Regions from separate parts of the Mus musculus genome. Here region 1 is linked to region 2. The links are chromatin contacts, called in public HiChIP or PLAC-seq maps. All regions are on one chromosome and are shown on one strand. Each heading gives the region's core, a stretch centred on a gene start, on an enhancer-like site or on the middle of the called end of the contact. The rest is flanking DNA. Distances are from core to core; before and after follow the strand shown.

Region 1 (7,239 bases), core at 3,553-6,052, 840 kb after region 2:
CGCTGCTGGCTGCTGCTGGCTGCTACTGCTGCTGCTCTGCCACTATTGGCTCTGAGACACTGCACTGGCTGCGCTGAGCTTAGAGTGCAGGGCAGCTTCTGGTGGTGAAAGCTTCAGGATAGCAGTTCTCTTCCCAGGCAGTGCTACAGCTCTTGTGGCAGATACTCTCAGATGATGGAATAATTCTCACACCTTTATTCCTTCTGGATAGGATCTTATATACAGTTTGGGGGTGGATTGGGTCTGACAGCAGGTGATTCCTATTGGCTTGGTCTGAGATGTTAGGGATGCCTCATCTACATGTGGAGAGGCTTGGGGGCACTGGCCCCACATGACTGATGTCCATAATTCTCTCGGGGGTGAGAGGGCTGTGGCTATGTGACAGGGGCCTGGTGCCAGGAGCAGGTGAAGCTCCTACCATTCCTTCAGGGTCCCCAGGGCTTCAAGCCTTCGTTCAACCTTTACCAGGCTTCCTCTCATGATCCACCACCCCACACTCGTGTTGTTTCCCAACCATAAAATTATTTTCATTATTTCTTTATAACTTCAATTTTGCTACTGTTATGAATTGTAACATAAATATCTGTGTTTTTCTGTGGCAGTTTGGGGTTGTGACCCACAGGTTGAGAGCCACTTGGTTAGACCCTCAAGCCTCTATTTGACTTCCTCCTTTTCCACATATTACACACAGGGAGGCAGAGTAGCCTACGGAGGAGAGCAGACGCTTTCCCCAGCCAGCCACAGTCCTGGTGTGGAGTGGATGGTGTGACAAGTCCACCAGAAATAATCCCAGTAGTGCATACACAAATAGCAGGTCCTGCTGAAGGAACAGCTGTCCCTGAAAACTGAAGAGCTTTCGAAGATGACCACCAACCATAGACAAATGAAAGGATGCATTGGATCCTACATGCAGGGATCCCGAAAGATGTCGGTAGGAACTGAGACATATAAGCAAGATCACAATCCGACATGACTGGAAGAAAATGACTTTTACAACCCAACGACAGCAAGGATGGGGGAACCCATTGAGGGGTAACATAGAATCAGAGATTCCCACGTTCATGTCCTCCTTCCCATATACACAGCACCATCCAGGAAAGGAGTCCAGAAGGAGAGCAAATATAGTAACTTTACAAATATAAGTATTTCATTAACTGAATGAATATATAAAACCTGAAGGAATTGTTTCTGTACCTGCTTCAGACCACCAATGTCAGAGTTGACTCTTTTTGTTATAAATGGCTTCCCAGTGGTGAGGGGAATCGGGAACCCCAAATCTTGCTTAGAAGAAAAAATGAAGAAATTACCTGGCTTTTTGCTTGAGCCCAGCATTAGGAGCTCTATAACCCCAGTAACTAATAAGCAGAACACAAGTTCCATTCCCATAAGGACTATTTTCAGTGTGATGCTGTCATTTCCATGACTGATAGCCACAACCCTTTGTCACTTCTCACTACTACAGGAATAAGCTCACACACAAGACTCTTGAAGGCTCATAACTTCGATGTGGCTTCTCATTCCTACTTCTTGTTCAGGAAGCCACGAACTCTCTTCTTTCTATACTTCTCCCACCTACAACATCTGCCATGTGGCAGTCAGTAAAGCTGTGAGGTGTGATGGACAGTCAACAAAAATGGGACGCAACAGGTTCTTCTCCCACGTCATTAGAGTACACACAGCCTGAGCTATGACACCATCCTAGTATTTCCCAAACACTATGTTGATGTACTGTAAAGAGATTAGCCAGCAAGGACTATAAGGAAGACTGGGACAGCAGCCATAACACCACGAGAGTACAAATAAGGGAGTTCAACAAATCAACTGATATGAGCCATTTGGAAGCAGATTTGCCAAGAAAGAGTCAGAGTAAGGAAAGGAAGAAAGAAAGACAGAGTAGGGCTTGGGCCAGGCTTACACAACAAGAGCGAAGCAAACACACACACACGCACTAATCTGTTTTGTCAGGGTAGCAGCGGCCCCACATCAACAAGCTGACATCACTGGGAGCAGTAATTATGGAGTTATGCAGTCTCTGGGGCTTAACAAACCTGAGCATTCACCAAGGGCAAGCTTTTTCTAAATCCGCCCCTACTCCACTGTTCCAGTGTTTTAAGTTCATTAACTACTCAAGTAAGCAACAGGCTCTTCACTAAGTGTGCAAATAGGTCATGCCAGCAACAGCAAATGCCTTCTTCCTTGTTTTTCTTTTTCCAGCACTGGGCATGGAACCAGGGGTACGGCACATGCTAAGCACAGTATCACTGAGCTATGTCCCCAGCCCCATAAGTGTTATTTTTACATTAAGAAACAAGTAGAAACAACAAGTTCAGGAAGAACAGAGGCCTTTAGTCGAAAGATTCTCAGTCTAAACATGAACTTCCTAAGACTCAGAACGTGCAAATTTTGTACTTAGGATTTAGCTTAACTAAGTACTGCTAAGCCAAATTCAATAAGCGAAGACAAACATTTTCCCCCAAGGACTCCTTCAAACGACCTTAATCTCTGAGCACTGATATGAATGTAGACAACCTAGAAAAACATACACGAAGAAGTCTGAAGAATGTCACCAAGAACTGTGGCATCTGGGGTTGGCCATGTAAGAGAGGTGGTGTTTCCATAACAAGGAAACAGCAATAAACACAAGCTGTTCTGCTGGCTGCCTGAGGATCTCCCTGGGGCCACAGTGCTCTCCAGCAAACACAGCTTGAGCAAGACACCCTTGCTTGGAGAAGTGGGACCTTGTTTCAGTAGCCTTATCTGCACCCAAATTTGCTCAAGTCAAAATAACAAGCACAATCAAACCTTGGCCCACACAGCTGTGCAATGTGTGTAAAATCATACACAGAAAAGTAATAAGGGATGGCGGACTCTGGTTCAAATTCAGGTCTCTGCATTGACAATATGGTCAGCTCACCATATGCGCCAGCTCAGAATCTATAGACTCAACAAACCTCAGATGAAAAGTATTTGGAAAGAAAATGTGTCTGCAACAAACATGGCTAGACTTTCCTCTTGTCATTAGTCCCTAAGCGATACAAGAACTATTTACATATCATTCATATGGTGGATGCTGGGTGTGTGGAGCATCCTTACATCACATCAGAGAGGCAGAAGTCACACACAAGATCTCACGTTTCAGAGCAGCCTAATTTATATAGTAAGTCCAAGACAGCCTGGGCTACAAAGCAAGACTCTGTCTCCAAAAATAGAAGGATAAGGTACAGTGTTGGAGTGTTTGCCTAGCATGCACAAAGCCATGGGCTCATGGTCAAGAATGAAAGGAGAGAGAGAGAGAGAGAGAGAGAGAGAGAGAGAGAGAGAGAGAGAGAGAGAGAGAGAGAGAGAGATCTACACAGATGCCACACATTGTTTTATAACATGACTAGAACACTTACACTTACAGATCTTGGTATCTTCGTCTCCGGAACAATTATTTCAACTAATGAGGAAGAAATTGTCACAAAGCAGTATTTCTCAGGTAATTCATTATTACTTTAGGAAACAAATTAATGGTTAGGATTAATTTAGGAAATAAAGATATTTGGTGGATGGTCGCTTATCAGTTAAAGGGGGGGGGGGAACCCTATCACTCCCTGAGATTTTTTTATCTTCTGTGGTAGTTTGCATGAAAATAGTCCTCATAAATTCATGTTTGACTTCTTGGTGCCCAGTTGGTGGAACTGTTTGGGAAGGATTAGGAGGTGGCCCTTATTGGAGGAGGTGTGTCATGGGGTGGGCTTTGTGGTTTCAAAGCACACTTTTGAGTTAGCTCTCTCTGCCTCCTACTGGCACATTAAGATATAATCTCTTAGATATTTATGCCACCGTGTCATTTCCCTGCTAGTCGTGGATTCTAATCCTCTGAAACTCTAAGCCCAATTAAATGCTTCCTCTTATAAGTTGCCTCCTCGGTTGTGGCGTCTTATCACAGCAATAAAAAAAGTAACTAAAATAACTTCCTAAGGGCAAGTGAATCAAATTCAGATTGGTCTTTATTCCAAAAGACCATGCAGTTTAAAGGAGACAAGATTCTCCTCTTTCTTAAAATGAAGCTGAAAGCAACCCATATTGTAAGGGGCATCACTCAAGTGTATGGTGAGGAACTCTGATTGGCAGGCACATCACCTGTCAGTCACAGAAAAAGTAAAATTTCTTTACATTGTTAGCCTAACTTTGTGGACAACATCAGAACAGCTTTCTTTGAAAATCCAAAGCCCCACATTTAAGGGTTAATTGTTAGGGGCTCCAACAAACAAAGAACAGCTTATTGTTCCTCGCTGCACTTGGGATCCGCCATACAATGTACTGTGTATTAGACTGTATTAGAATGTGCTGTGATCTTTAGTTGAAACCCACCTTTTCAGTAAGGCTTCATTTCTAAACATCCCTGAACTAGTGATAAAATAACAAGAATAAGAGAAGCCTGATTGCGTGGTGAAGCTTTGCCTTCGGTAGTTTTTCTTTTGTTTCTCTTTTGTCTGAAAGACATCCACACTGCCTTCCTATTGGAGGGACTCGCCCATTGTGAGTGAGTAGGTCTTGGTGGCAGGAGAGACCCTACCTCACAATGGACATTTCCTTCCCTGCTCCCTGGAAGTCATGTGACCTAGGCTCAGCTGTTCCTTCCCAGGCTGTGAATTTGAATAGAACAACACAAAGATTGAGTCCTTAGAGACTATTCACAAAGAGTTGCAGGAAGCCACATGGGAGGGAGTCAGCAAAGCACCTCAGAGCCACTGGACTAGCTCTGGAGCAATTGTGGCCTGTGCAGACTCTACAGTTTCAATGGCAGGGCCTTGTGCCATTCGTTCCTGCCTCTGTTCTCAGCCTGGGCTTCCAGCCCTCTCCCATCTACATCACGGTCTGTCTAACGCCGAGTTCTATTGCTTACAATACGGGATGTGACTCACCCAAGGGGAGAAGTGTTTTCCATCTGAGCCGTAAGGAGTTAATAAAGCTCAGGGCGCAGCCACTTGGAGGACAATAATAAAGCCCTCCATGCAAACACCACACAGTCTGAGAAACTTTACTTTCCTTTAACACTAGCTTGTTATGAAGAAAAACATTCGGCTCAAATATTTACTCTATGAAATTAATCTCTGATGATGGAAATTGAAACAAAGTTTACTTTGGGGGAGTAGAAAGACAGGGAAGGGCAGTCAAAGAGCCTGGGCACGCCAGAGGAGCTCTGAATTTTCATCAGGGCAAAGGTGGCATGCACATACATATTTGCAAAGATATTAGGTGGAGATCCATGCACATCTAATAATCGAATGCATATCATTTATCTAAACAAACACACATACATGTGGAATCATAAACACACAAACAAAGAAGTATGCCCAGATGTTGCTATCCACACCACGGTGTGGATCATTAGACACTTAACGGTCTTAGCTGGCATTGTTGTCTCCCCTGAGCTTGGATTTTCCCAGGCACTCTAGCCTGATGCTAGGTAGCCCCCAGTGGATACTTGCCAATGCTCAGCACACTTTGGAGATGATGGGTTTACGATTAACTTTGGTTTTACCACCTTTTTTTCCCACACCTTCAGCTTTTTCATCCAACTTGGTGATCCCAACACGGATGCTGGAGCTCTGTCATCTCCAAGTCACCATCCCACAACACGCAAACCTCGAAGCTGAATCCTCTGCCCTTCAAATCCCCTTGTTTCCTTTTCTATGCAAATGACCTTGATCACCTCACTAACTGATCCCAAAGATAATTATAGTTCATGCCCACTGCTGACCCAGTGGACTTGACGTGGCCAACTACTAACCACCCCTCTCCTTATCCCTGGGAGGAAACTAGGATACTTAGGAGCCAAACACTTCAGCTCTGGAAGACAGCTTGACCTGAGTCTCCCAAGGAAAACCATCCTATTTACAGCTAAAATCCAAGGCCAGTACAACCTCTCCTCTACCTTCATTTTCCCTCACAGTGAACTGATGAACTAATGATTTCTGTTTAAAGACATCCATTGCCTTTCATGTTGTCTCCCCCATTCCCTTCCCTTCCTCTTCTTCTTACAGCAAACATGTTTCATGAAGAGTATCAGAGCAAGGCTTCTTTCACCCGAGCTCTACATTAATCCATATCCCCTCCTTCCAGACAAAAATAGAGAATATTTGACTCACCATGGAAAGTCCATGGTGACTTTATACACAATACACACTCTCGATGGGCAATCCTGGCTGACACCCAAAATGACATGCTTCCATTTTTTTTTTCAGCTTTCTGAGTGGTAAGCTTCACACATACCTTATGACCTCATCTGGGAGAAACCTCTACTAGAAACCTCTACGTGTTCAGACTCGAAGCCAACAGACTGGAAAGACACTGGTAACCTATTTCCTCTCTTCATGCTCACTGTCCGCCACAATCTGTGCCTGCAGAGCCCACCCTTCTAGACTCCCAAGAGGCAAAGTTCAGTTGTGTCAGTAAGAAAACTGTCTCTACTGCGATCTGACCCTTTGTCCTGGACCCTCAACAGCAGTCAGCAGCCAGAAAACAAGAGGAAAGAGGGGAAGTTGAAGGGGAGAGGGGAGGCAGATATAAGGGGAAAAATGCTTTAAAATGCTGATGTGAAATGCCAGTAGTCCCAGGAGAATGGCTGTCTATGAGTGGCTGGAACTGATCTGTTGGCTTGTTTGGGCAATGAGTGTAGCCCCTGATAAAACTTCGATAGGAAGGTTAATTTTTTCACAATTAAAATAACAGCAATATTATCAAATTTTTTAATAAACATATATTCTCTACCTGGGAATTTAATTGGTTCCTTTAGGGTTATTACATTTCCTCCATTTGCGAATGAATAAGAAAGGGCATATAATTACATGTGGGGATACTACAAGAAATGGTAAATAAAGAAACCCCTCTTTTACCAGTGCTCATTTTGTTTATATCTAAATAATTATTTTTAGCCAATCAATACACAAAGTAATGCTATCCAGGATCAGAAGAGAGCTATAGTGTTGTACAACCCACTGATTGCTATCTGAGTGGCTGGAACTGATCTTTGGTTTGCTTGGGCAATGAGTCTGGCCTCCTGAGAGAGAGAAGGGAAAAGGAAGCCAGCCCATGCCCTGGGTAATGAGCCCAGAATGCAGGCGAGCAGTGGAAGCATGACTCTGGCCCAGGAGCTGCTGCGTGAAGACTTTCCTGTCCTATGTGCCTGGCATGCTGAGAGCTCAGGGGAAAGCTCACCGAAATCTTTGCCCTTTCCAGATGCCTAGCTTC
Region 2 (7,069 bases), core at 3,221-5,720:
TTGGAAGTGAAGTTTTCTACTCACTCTTCATCCTGGTGGGAACCCGTGGTGAAAACCCTCACGGTAGCTGGGAAGCAAAAGGGCTAAGAGAGGCTCGGAGGGACCAATAGCTCCTTCAAAGGAACGGCAGCAATTAGATAACTTCTTACAACTGAAGTCCACTTGCTAAAAGTGCGTGCTTCGAACACACACACACACACACACACACACACACACACACACACACACACACACACTCCCCAGGCTGGAGACAAAGACTTTTAACAAACACGTGGAACTTGAGAGGGTATTTGGATTCCTACGTAATACACATATACATTGTACTAAGTATATGGTTCTTTACATCTGTCTGTCTGTCTGTCTGTGCTCCTGTGCACGCTCACATTGGTGCACTGGTCAAAGGATAGCTTGTGGGATTTGAGCCTCTCAACTCCAGCACCAGAGTTCTGGGGATTGAACTCGGGTTGTCAGACTTGGTGACAGCGGCCTTTACCCTAAGCTATCTTGCTGGCCTGTCCTAGGTATGGTAAGTGATTTGGAGGTGCTGTCATATGCTGTACACGGTCTCTAGGCAGCTGCAATGCCAGTTTGCACATGGACTTGATCACCTGAGAGGTTGTATCCTTGCGGCTTCCAGGAGCCAGTGCTCTGAGGATATCAAAGGACAGTTGCACTTTTCCCAAAATGTCCTTTGAACTTACAGTTTGAGATCCGTGCTTACAGTTCTCTGGGCATGGAAAGAAGGAACATCGACCACTGAAACCCTCTCAGAGTAGTTCAAGTCAAAATAGGTGACTAGAGCCACCCTAAACCTGGGTGAGATAAGCTGGGACAAAAATGAAGATGACTCAGAAACTAGATCTGAAGGCAATTGCAAATGAGAACCCAAAGATGCTTTTAGTAAAATCAAAACACAAATGTTTAAGTAATTTAAAACAAGAAGATAGATATTTGCCTTGTTTTTTGTTTTTTGGTTTTTTTTTTAATGTTCTTGGGCTGGAGAGACCTCAGCGCTGAGGATCACTGCTGTTTTTGCAGGGGCTCCAGGTCACTTTCCAGCCCCTATCAGGCAGCTCACAACTGTCTGCAACTCCATTTCCAGGGACCCGATGCCTTCATTGGACCTGTGAGAGCAGCAAACCTGCATGTGGTGCACATACATATTTGCAAGCAGACACGCACAGACATGAAAAGAAATCTTAAAAAGTAAAACGTTCCCATTACTTAGTATATTTATTCTACATTCCTCTCTCTCTCTTTCTATCTTTCTTTCTTTCTTTCCTTCCTTCCTTCCTTCCTTCCTTCCTTCCTTCCTTCCTTCCTTCCTTCCTTCCTTCCATTTCTGTGAGTAGCATTTGAACCCTCTATGAATATTTGAAACCTACAACTCAACCAAGTTTTTCTGTTGAACTGGTGACTAGATAAAAAAAAAATCATTTTTATCTTCTCTCCTTATTTCTGTTTACTCATTGTGTTATGTACATATGTGTCTATTCTCACATATAAACATACAGGTGTCCATGTATCTAAACTTAACCAGGCAGCTGGGTATGGCTTCAAAGGCCGTTAATGTTAACTGCAGAGGTAGAAAAACCTCTGAGTTAGAGGCCAGTGTGTTCTACATAGTGAGTTTCAGGCCAGCCAGTCTAAATAATAATAGAATCTCTCTATAAGGAATACCTAGTAGGAATTGAATTATTTTGAAACAAAAATGAACTGTGTTGTATCTCAATTAAGACTATCTCAAATGAAAGCTATATTATTGGTGGTAAGATTACAGATCAGAGTTGACATAGGATGAGTGATTCTGTATGTAAAAATTTAAGACAATTTTTTTTTTTTTGGTTTTTCAAGACAGGGTTTCTCTGTGTAGCCCTGGCTGTCCTGGAACTCACTCTGTAGACCAGGCTGGCCTCGAATTCAGAAATCCACCTGCCTCCCCCCCCCAACCCCCCCAGTGCTGGGATTAAAGGCGTGCGTCACCACCGCCTGGCAAGACAGGCAGGGTCTTGGTTGACCTAGAGCTCACTATGGTCCAGGCTGGCCTTGAACTCACAGAGATCTGTTTGCCTCTGCCTCCTGAGTGCTGGGATTACAGCAAAGAGAATTTTAAAAGTATAAAAGATAGCTAACTAAGAATAGAAAAAAATGTACATCTAAAAGGAAATAAAAATGATGTATACAGGAGAATGATCAGCCGCAGAGAATGTAAATTAGGACACGATATCATCTTTCTCTCCCCCTTTGCCTAGCAAATTAGGAAGGGCTGAGAACATGCAATGCCATGCCCGACAGGGGTGTGACTACGTGGGGCTTTTGTACATTGTCAAGGGAGCATGAGCTGATGTCTGTTGTAAGCCTCAGAAATCTCTAAAAGGGTTATCATTTAGCCCAGTTGTGCAGCTTCCAGGATCTCTCCTGTAGAACTCACCTCAGCAGCTGAAGACACTTCTGGATATAAGGGAGGCTGCTGGGTACCTTCAACGTCCCACTGAACAGTGAGGTGGACGGTGGTCCCTTGGCCAAACACTGTGCCCTGGTTCACTTACACATGTCACAGGGAGAGGATGCGCCGGCAGAGGGCTAAATGGAGGGAAATCAGCCTTCGGAATTCTATGTGGAACAGTCACTTATATTAAAAAGAAAAAAGGCTGGGTGTGGTGGCACACATCTTTAATGCCAACACTTGGGAGACAGAGGCAGTCCAATCTTTTTGAGTTCAAGACCAACCAGGTTATGTGGAGACATTGTCAAAAAAAAAAAAAAAAAAAAAGAAAGAAAGAAAGAAAGAAAGAAAGAAAGAAAGAAAGAAAGAGGGAAGAAAAAGCAAGATTCTGGTGGCTGGAGATAGTCTGGAAAATAAAAGAGCCAAATGTAAACTATAATTTTCTTCTTTTTTCTTTTTTAATTAATTAATTTAAAACAAACAAAACCTACTTTCAAAATCGTGCTATGATTTGTATCTTGACTGTCTCCTAAAGGTCCATGTGGGACGGCTCTGGTCCCCAAGATAACATATTAAGGCTTGAAAGGACTTGTTTTTTTTTTGTTTGTTTGTTTGTTTTTGTTTTGTTTTGTTTTGTTTTGTTTTTTTTTTTTTTGGATTTTCGAGGCTGTCCTGGAACTCACTGTGTAGATCAGGCTGGCCTCGAACTCAGAAACCCGCCTGCCTCTGCCTCTGTGCTAGGATTAAAGGCGTGCGCCGCCACGCCCGAGGTCTGAAAGGACTTTTGAGAGGTAGGGACTAGTGAGGGAGTCAGGTCTCAGAGGTTGTGTTCATTTTCTTTCCCGTTGCTACGATCAGACAAAAAGGGACAAGGGGTTCATTTTGATTTCTGTGTTCAGAAGTTTAGGTGCATCATGGCAGGAAGGCGTGGCTGAGCTCTCAGGGTAGGACAGTGTGACAGGGTCATTTTACTTCATTGTATGTTAGGGAGGAGAAGGCTTAGGTTAGTCTCAAAGGTCTCACAGAGCTGTCCTATGAGAGGCCTGGAAGGGGACACTCTGAACTTAAATCACAGTAGGGGTCCTCTCTTGAAGGACAGAGTGGGACCTCTACTCTTGTTCTTTCTGATTTTGTTTCTTCCTCATGAAATGAATGGTTTTACTCCATCCTGAGATGTTTCAAACCCCTGCCAGACATTGACATTAAAGGCCTGATGGAAACTCTGACACCGGGAGTCAGATCAAGCCCTTTCTCTTTACATGTTAATTACCTTGGGTATTAGACTGATAGAAAGCAGACAGACACACATTATAAAACTTGAAAAAAAAAAAAAAACTTGAAGCTATCACTAATAACACATCAGGGCACAGGCTATAGGATAAATGAGTGAACAACAGGGATCCCGTTCTGGGGAAAGACAGAAAAAAAAATGCCACTAAGGGAAATGGCTGAGTTTTCCAGAACTTTTAGATATTGACATCATTTAAGCGGAGTCATTACAATGAAGTCTGTGGTATATAATTGAGAATTATCCAGTTACATAGGTAACGTAGGGGTTTTTTTTTCCCTTCCCTGTTTCCTTTTCAATTGCCTGAAAAGCTTCCGATTGTCATGTTCCCTGAGCCACTTTTCAGTCCTTTTTGGCCACCCCTGCATCCCTTTAGCTTCACTTGGGAAGCCAGACGCTTAGAGCCCTCCAAGACTGGAGGCTAGGGACTCCAAATCCTAATTCTTACGGACCCATCATTGCCTGGCTACAGTGATCAGTGACATCAGAAGTTGTTACATGGAAAGTTTACAGCGCTCTTAGCTGAAATGAGCAGACTGGGCAGGCGCGCTGCAGAGTCTGGAGAGAGAAGGCCATTCATTATAAGACATCCGGGAAAAGCTGGAGAAAGATTAGACCGGCCCCTCTCCTCCCTCCTAGCCATCTTCCAGGCTTCAGACAAGCATCTTTCCCTCCTACATGCAGTCCTTGGCTTTCGCTGGACCTCTCACCCTGCTCACGGCCACAGCTTGTAGCGCGTTCTTACTCCTACCCACAATCCCATCTTGTCCTGTTGTACTAAGCCCCATGAGAGCTCCGAGGGCTTATCCAGTTTACTTCTCGCCATTTCGCCAGTACCAAGACCAGAAAGAGGCCTGGTATGCACTGGGTGCCGAATAAATATTTGTTTAATGGATGAATTTTTCCGGTGTGATCTAAACTAGAGAAAGAACTCTTGGCACAGAACCAAATACTGATAGCTCTGTAACCTACTAAACGCTTTATTATTTTTTTCCTTTAGATTTTTCATTCCAGCTTCACACACACACACACACACACACACACACACACACACACACACACACACACACACACACTCATGCACTCACGGACGCACGAACGCAAGCACGCAAGCACGCAAGCACACATACACGTACTTACGCAAACCCTGCAGGTACAGGTGCATGTTCTTTGATTTCTTTAGCACTCACTAAGTTCAAGAAGATTGTACTTGGCCTGAGTGATGAAAACAGGCTTCGCTTTAGGCAGACATTTGAAACCCCAACTAAGCGCCTTTTAAAGCCCCTTAGAAAACCAAATGCATGCAAATAGCGCTTTCCTGAAAACACAGGTTAGCACACATTAAGAAACGACCGCAAGCCAGGCGGGCTTTCTGGAGACGCTCTCCCCCTCCCCCAGGCTCGGTTTTCTGAGATTCCTAATCAATGCTCCCACTTAGCATATCTGTCATTCTGAAATCCCCACTTCCTTGCCTTTTGTAAACTCAAAATTCTTGGAATTCAACTTAGAGGCCCAAAGCACCTTGTACTTCTTTGCACTTAACAGTTATTGAGCACGTGGCTAGGAGCTGACCCGAGTGCAAACGGAGAGATTTTAATCTTTCAAATGAGATTGCACCTGCACTCTGAGGAAGCTAAAGGGAGTTTACAGGATGATTAGCTCATGGTCTAGTTGGGACTTCGGGTCCTTGTGAGGAAGTCCTTGGCCTGGTAAGTCTTAAGCACCGACTCTCTCTCTCTCTCTCTCTCTCTCTCTCTCTCTCTCTCTTAGGAACGTTTCATGAAAATAACTGTACACTGTTTGAATGAAGAAATGAGAGGGCATCTTCTCAGAAGCTGAGGTAGTCTTTCTTCTGTAATGAGCTTTGAGTAGCAGAGGGATAAAGCATTGGTCTTCCAAATATAACAAGGAGGACAAATGAAAATATAAAAGAGAGATTTGAGATGGAAAAAAAAGAAGAAAATAAGAGAGATAAGAAAAGAAGAAACAGCTAAACGTGTGCCTACCCTTTTATGGAACTTTTCAGGGAGAGAATTTTGAGGTGCTCTGACTCCCCAGATAAGAGCTGATTCCCTGTTTGCAGAGGAACACACACACACACAGCTTTCCATCTCCATGTTTGGTGCCCACAGCCTCATGACAGATCTTCCATGGTGGTTCTTATGACGTTGTGCAAAGCCCCTGGAAGACTCCTTCTGCAGGTCACTTCCCTAAACCTGTGTTTAATGGGGAGGTGGGGAGAAAGGAGGGAGAAAAGGAGGAGGGAGAGCCACCTGGAAGAAGCACACCTCCACATATACCCCTGCATGCCTTCTCAGGCAGGTCCCACCTGCAGCCTGTGGCCCCCATGCACAACAGAATAGTCCTGAGTGAGGCTCCAAATGCAAAATCATAAACTTATTTAAAACATTATGAGAATTATTTTTGCTTTTTTGTAACTCAGTTGCAAAATTCTCAAGTGTGAACTTTGTTGATAACTACGTTGTGCTACAATGTTAAAAGGCTAGACATATCAGCAGGGCCACCTAGTGCTAGACTTAGTGCTAGAGACAGAAAGGATGCTAGCAGTAGAGAAACCATTAGTGCGGTATTCAGGGGTAGAGTGCTTCTGTCCCTACTGAATCAATTGTCTCTGCTTTCGCAGAGTTTGACCTACAGAAAAGAGTAAGTGACTGGGTGCAGGACTCAGGCAGGAAAGCTGGGTGGCCAGTATCCTCGTGAACTGGAGATCCACAGCATGGAGATCTGTGCTAAGAGGCTCAGCAAGTGCACGGATGCTGGTGGCCGAGCAAGTTCTTTTCTAGAGATATAAAAAGAAGTCATTGAAATGAGTGGTTTTTCACTTTTGCAATCTTATTAAGAGTTCATAAATCAGATCGGAAAAGTGGTTCAATGGGTAAAAGTGTTCATGTTTGTGAATGCCAGAGCCCAACATGTAGAAGGTGAGAACTAACTCCCGAAGACTGTCATGATGCACCTGTGCTTCTTGGCATGCATGCACAGGCATGCACGCACACACACACACACACACACACACACACACACACACACACGTCACACACTCTCAATAATTTCCAAACTGATCAAACCAGAGAAAGTCTTTAAAAAGTTATAAACCATCATTTATTCACTATGATGAAAGAATCACCAGAATGCTGGACTGTTTCCAGAATGTTCTTTTGCGCTTTCTGCAAGTCCTGTCCTCCAGCTGATAGTTGGTACAGGACAAGATGAAACTCTGGCTGTTTCTCTGGGTCTCACCAAGGGCAATGGCAGCGCACAAAAGCAATGCAAATGAGTAATCTCAAGACAGTTTTCTAAAATCAAGACCATCC

What was found. HiChIP or PLAC-seq counts read pairs in DNA pulled down with a chosen protein or histone mark.
Region 1: a contact with region 2 is called in a FOXA1 HiChIP or PLAC-seq map of pancreatic cancer cells. The contact joins two enhancer-like sites. A contact is called at or near these places in 1 of 115 datasets of contacts at active chromatin or transcription factors (pancreatic cancer cells) and 1 of 9 other capture datasets (embryonic stem cells).

The regions. Positions count from the first base shown.
Region 1 is chr13:98,115,914-98,123,152 of GRCm38.p6, forward strand. The region is part of intron 2 of Arhgef28 (Rho guanine nucleotide exchange factor (GEF) 28); the gene reads right to left. Among named protein-coding and RNA genes, the nearest start is that of Gm34469, 52 kb to the right of the region's middle. Within about 2 kb of position 4,803, at least 32 of the 459 cell types and tissues checked have an H3K27ac peak or open chromatin away from gene starts, as enhancers often do. A contact at or near this core is called in pancreatic cancer cells, where this site is marked.
Region 2 is chr13:97,277,846-97,284,914 of GRCm38.p6, forward strand. No RefSeq gene overlaps it. Among named protein-coding and RNA genes, the nearest start is that of Gm33390, 18 kb to the right of the region's middle. Within about 2 kb of position 4,471, at least 31 of the 459 cell types and tissues checked have an H3K27ac peak or open chromatin away from gene starts, as enhancers often do. A contact at or near this core is called in pancreatic cancer cells, where this site is marked.